Linked DNA regions of Gossypium hirsutum: region 2 is linked to region 1. A link is a contact called in public Hi-C data. All regions are on one chromosome and are shown on one strand. The core of a region is the stretch at or near the end of the contact, and the rest is flanking DNA. Distances in the headings are between cores, read along the strand shown. Region 1 holds the start of LOC107915615 (chromatin structure-remodeling complex protein SYD). Region 2 holds the start of LOC107913646 (probable serine/threonine-protein kinase At1g54610).

Region 1 (2,952 bases), core at 176-2,675:
AATTTACATACTAATATGAGAAAAAGGATATAATTAAGGTGCTGAATTAAAATTTTAAAAAATCATAATATTTAATTTAAAATTATTAGTTGAAAAGTGTATAAATTAGAAGATGCGGTAATTATTCATTTCAAAATAATTATGTTGGGCATTGGGGGTTTGGATACCTATGCTGGGCATTGGGGGTTTTCAGAATGGGGCCTGGTGGACTTAGGTCTTTTTGGTTTTTTGGGCTAGGTTTAGGCTTTTGTTTTTATAGGATTTGTGAACCCAATTTTGATTTTTGTTTTATTGGGTTTTCGTAATTTTCAACGGGCTAGGACCCATTTTATAATAAAAGTCTCAGAGTTTATTTCAAAAAAAATTATAATTTTTATTTAAAAAATTATAATTTAATAAAAGTTGTGATAGTTATACATTTAAAAATAATCATAGTTTAATTTATAAATATTATTTTAAAAATTTTAATTTAAATAAATTTTTGTTAATTTTAAAATAGAAATATTACTTGAATATAACTCTAAGCGTAAAATATGGTGTAAATATCAAATTTATACATTAATTTTTGCCCAATGTGCAATTATATGTCTAAAAATTGAATTCTAGTTCATATGTATACATGAACTTTGATTTTGATTCAATTGTACACATTTAAAGAAATGAATACATATATTTATTTTCATATTGGATTAATATAATTGTTTGAGTGTGGAATATATCAATAAAATGATGTTAATTCGATAATATTATCAGTGATTTGTGAAAATTAAATCAAATTAGTATTTCATATATAGAATTAAAACAAATTATAAACACAACTAAGTATTATATTAAAGTTAAGTAATTTATCCTACCAAAAAAAAAGTTAAAGGTAAATTAGTAGCGTTTAGATTTAAAAAAAATAATTTTATTATAAGTTTTGATTATATTTATTTTTTTGATACAATGTCTAGGACTATTCATAACCCCTCCTTAATCTATAAATAGGAGGATAATGCGCTTCAGTACATTCGAACCCATGTTCTCCTGTATTAACAACAATGCCCATACTAATCGAATCAAGACTCAATCGGCACAGTTTAGATTTATTAGTCACAAAGTAGATGGTAACTCAATTAAAAAAATAATTATAAATTATATTCACATTTAAGTATTATTATAAGATTAAAGTAAAGTTGTAGGACATGTAAATATATTATAATTTAATTTAAAATTATTAATTAATATTTAAATGTAAAATAGCAATGAAAATTTATTTTCTAAATAAATTGGTGTATATAGGTAAAACAATTTGATAATTAGCCCAGCGCGAACACCTAGGCATTTGGCCCAAGAATTAAATACAATACAAAAGCACTGAAGGGGTAAATGCGTAATTTGCATTAGAAGAAACTCGGCACATGCGAGTTAAAAAGTACGTGTCTGGGAAGAACCTTTTGTTTACACTTTGTTTTTCTCATTCCTGCAAAACCAAAAAAATCTCTCTATTTTTCCTCTTTCCTTTTTCTTTTTTAAATTAAAGAAGTTTCATTCTTTACATGTAGCTGACCTTTAAGCTCTTCGATATTGGAACAGGTAATTTTATTTATTTTTTTGTTTTTCTAACCATTTTTCCTTCATTTAGGGTTTCGTTTTCTTTTTGTTCGCCGCTGAAATAGAATTTCCGCAGAAAGGAACGAACATTTTCTCGAGAAACAAACAGATTTTTTTTGTTGAAATCCACAGTACTGTGTCGGATAAGATAGTATGGGAGCTTAATTTTCTGATTTTCAGCTTTGGATATTCTTCCATGAGAAATATGTGTTACTGAACCAGGACATCTTAAGTCTCCGTCCCTTTATCAGTGCTTTGGTGTTTTAATTTATTGATCTTGAGCTTGTTTATGATTACATGTGGGACCGAAATTTTGTTTTTTTTTCTAAGGAATCAGATGACTGTTGGAAATTACTATTGTTATCCAAGTGCAAAATTGGTGTGAGAAAGCAGAGATTGAAATTTTTGCTTGATTATTGGCTATTGATTTTGTAGCTCATAGGAGGAGATGGCGTCTTCTTCACATAATGTGGAGTTAGAGGCGGCAAAGTTTCTGCATAAGCTCATACAAGATTCTACAGATGAGCCTTCAAAGCTGGCAACAAAACTTTACGTGGTATGGGTACTTTTTTGGGTCAATTAAGTGGTATTTATTGTGCGGTAGTAACAGAGTTAGCTCTAAGTTTTAATATCATTTATGTGGAAGCTGATTCTTATTATTTACGAATGTTTTAGATATTGCAACACATGAAATCTAGTGGGAAGGAACATTCAATGCCATTTCAAGTAATATCAAGGTGACGCATGGTTTGAGACTTTGAGGTTCATTAAATCTTCATATAAAATACATTGGATCTTGTAACCTAGTGAGAGAATGTGCCGAAGTTATTTCATCTAGATGGAGATAGCAATTTGGCGAATGAGTTAATTCAGATAATGGTGGATTTAATAAATAAATTTGATTGATTGCGCATTGTTTGCTTTGATCATCAATTGACACCTTAAGTCTAGTAATCTAGTTTTGATTACCTTTAAATGGATGGAAGATCATTTATTTTCTAGCTTTTGAATTATAGTAAATGTGTTTAAATTTAACGTTGTTCATGTATGTGACAATTGCTGTTTAAATTTATATATCTCACTCCAGAATTTCATGGTTAAATTTTCTAGCTTGAACTGAAGTGTACTCTAACCTAAATTTCAAATTACAACTGGTATATCTTTATTCTCCATTTCCCCCTCTGTCCTTGTACTTGGATTTATCTCCGTGGTTGCAATGGAGTTTTGAACTTAGTATTCAAATCTATAGATTGTTCTTATAGTCAAATTATCATTGAGGTTGACCGCCCTTTCTCTGAAAATTTCTGCTAGTTTGCCTGACATAATTTTCTTTATTCAAGGGCAATGGAGACTGTTATC
Region 2 (2,952 bases), core at 334-2,833, 280 kb before region 1:
TTGATTACCTTTATTTTGCATGCATTTACGTTAATATTATTTATTAGGACAGATAAATTTAAGGTTAATGTTGTAAGAATAGAATCAAAAGAGGAACCGGTTTAATTTTCAATTTGCGGTTCAATTGAATAATTCAATCACTTCAAAAATTAAAATTAATTCAAAAAAGTATTAGCAAATGCTAGATAAGAAGAATTAAAAAATATATATTCACAAACAAAACAAAGATAAAAAATCAACGGAAATATAATTAAAAACTTTAGTTTTTTCAATGCTCAATTTTTTATTATTATCTTTTATCGATTCAAAAAATGTATAATTATTTTCAATTATATGTCATCAGTTCAATCAGTTGGACCATCAATTTTTGATTCAGTCGGTTCAATGTAGCTCATAATATTAAGATTTTAACCAAAAAAAAAAAAACTAGAAAATCATTGTCTAAAAAAATGAATAAATAAATTTTGATAAAGTGATGGACATTATTTTTCTCATTTGCATACATTAATGTCTAATATGATATATATATATAATATATATAAAAGGTGTACTATGATTTAAGAATAATGTTATAGATATATTGGTTGAAGTATCATATACTTGCTTGGTAAGATAGATTCAACTAAATTTAGATTGAGTTTTATTTAAGGTTTTTAAGTATAAGTTCAATTAGGTCACATCCAAAATATTAGGTAATTAATAAAATTATTTTAATCTAATTTTAAATAAATTTCAATTTTTCAATCTTTTATTTTTTTAAAAATTAAACCTTTATATAAAATTATAGAAAGCAATTGAATTTAATTCAACTTCATCCATAAATAGATATGATAATAACTCACACTCTTTATTATCATTTAAAAATTTTCTTTAAGAATTGAACAAAATTCATTAGGTGGGTCCATTAATCCAATTTAATTAATGTAATATTTATAGGTTTAATTATGAAATTGACCCCAAAATTATATCAATTTTCTCAATTATGTATCAAAAGTTTTTTTATTTATCAAAAGTGATATATAGACTATTAATTTTGTTTCATTGTACTTAAAACGTGTATGACGTCTAATAAGAATATGTCAAATGCTGCATTCTTATTGATAGATATAGTGTTTTGAGTTAAAATGAGGCGAGATTAATAATTTAGTACTACTTTTGTCAAAAAAAGCAACATAATTTGAGGGTTAAATTTGTATTTAAGCCATATTTACATGATCACATTTAATGAAAAAATAAATTAAAAAAAGGAATATACTCTTTTCTAGACAAAGATTTTCTTTACAATCCAAGTGGCAGATTTTGAGTGGCTCACGGTTGCTCCCCAGTTAAGCACGGGGCCAAGTACTCCACCTGAAAGAGGAACAAAATCGAAGAGACACCACTGACTTGTGGAACCCACTACATCTCTTCCACCACCTTATCCAATCATATTCTTACACGTCACAACCCAAACCCCGCATGATAAAATCACAATCATTCCCTCTCAACGTGGCAAATTATGATTGGTTACACTTCCTCATAACACCGAATCTCCCGCAGTTAATTAAATCCCCTAAAAAACAAAATTTTCATCTTTCTGAAAGAGAGTCAAAGAAATAATGACCAGTGCAAAATAAATAAGTAATTAAAAAAAATAAACACTGGAAAGCAGAAAGTAGAAACAGATCCAAAAAATCTTTATTTTAAAAAAAAATCTTAAATTTCTTGAAATTCTTCAAATCTAAAAGGAGAAAAAAAAAGGGTAGTTGAATTTTACTGTTATCAGCTTTTTATAGCTGAAATTTGTTGACTGTGCCACAATTTGTGGGACTTAAGTCTTAATTTTTAAAAAAAAAATCATTGCAAGCTTTGCTTTTTTTTTTGGGGGGGGGTCATAAAGAAAGTTGGGTCACACACATTTCATTACTACATTCTCTGAATTAATCTCTCAGAAATTTTTTTTAGGGTTTTGTGTTTGGATGGAGATAAAGTGTGAGAAAATGTGGGAATGCGAGGGGAAGGGAGAGGAGATATGAGTGAACTATGGGGTGTGTGTTTGGGAGAGAGGTTTCAGGGAGACCGGTAGGGAGGGAAGAAAGGAAGAGAGAGGAAGTTGGTAGGGTTTCCAAAAGGTCGGAGAAGGGTGAAGAGGTTGTTAGAGATGGAAGTAACAGCCAGAGGGTGGAGGAGGAGAAGGCGGAGGAAGAAGAAGCAGCTGCTGCCGCCACCGCTGCAGCGAAAGCAAGAGCGAAAAGGCGGTCTTCACGGCCGAATCCACGGCTGAGTAACCCACCCAAGCACGTCCACGGCGAACAAGTCGCCGCCGGCTGGCCATCTTGGCTGTCTATCGTCGCCGGTGAAGCCATCAGCGGCTGGACTCCTCGCCGTGCTGATTCTTTTGAGAAGATTGATAAGGTGCCTTAACTTCTTCTCATAGCCTCATTTATGTATTTATTAGTAGTATTTTGCTCCTATGTAATTACTTACATAGCTTTGTGAATTTGACTGTTTAGATTGGTCAAGGAACATACAGTAATGTGTACAAAGCTAGGGATACTTTGAGTGGGAAGATTGTTGCATTAAAGAAAGTTCGTTTCGATAATTTGGAGCCGGAAAGTGTTAAGTTCATGGCTAGGGAGATTAAGATTTTACGCCGATTGGATCATCCTAATGTGATAAAATTAGAAGGATTGGTGACTTCGAGAATGTCATGTAGTTTGTATCTTGTATTTGAGTATATGGAGCACGATTTGGCCGGACTCGCTGCTAGTCCGGCTATAAAGTTCACCGAGTCTCAGGTAAAATAAATACTTTTTCTTCCTTATTGCTTATGCTGGTTTTGAATTAAGTTATGGATAGAGTTTTGATTTCTGCTGATATGGACAGGTAAAATGTTATATGCATCAGTTGTTATCGGGGCTCGAACATTGTCACAACCGACATGTATTGCATCGTGATATTAAGGGGTCGAAT

What was found. Hi-C and Micro-C count contacts between places; a contact is called where the count stands out from the background.
Region 2: a contact with region 1 is called in a Hi-C map of leaf, with 2.2 times the contacts expected there. The contact joins the promoter of LOC107913646 here to the promoter of LOC107915615 in region 1. A contact is called at or near these places in 2 of 34 Hi-C or Micro-C datasets (leaf and seedling).

The regions. Positions count from the first base shown.
Region 1 is chrD10:48,153,823-48,156,774 of Gossypium_hirsutum_v2.1, reverse strand. It overlaps LOC107915615 (chromatin structure-remodeling complex protein SYD), which reads left to right and starts at 1,425. Exons shown (of 33, transcript XM_041102420.1): 1 at 1,425-1,575; 2 at 2,029-2,149; 3 at 2,269-2,330; 4 at 2,934-2,952. The coding sequence starts at 2,042.
Region 2 is chrD10:48,433,223-48,436,174 of Gossypium_hirsutum_v2.1, reverse strand. It overlaps LOC107913646 (probable serine/threonine-protein kinase At1g54610), which reads left to right and starts at 1,583. Exons shown (of 7, transcript XM_016842296.2): 1 at 1,583-2,394; 2 at 2,493-2,777; 3 at 2,866-2,952. The coding sequence starts at 2,023.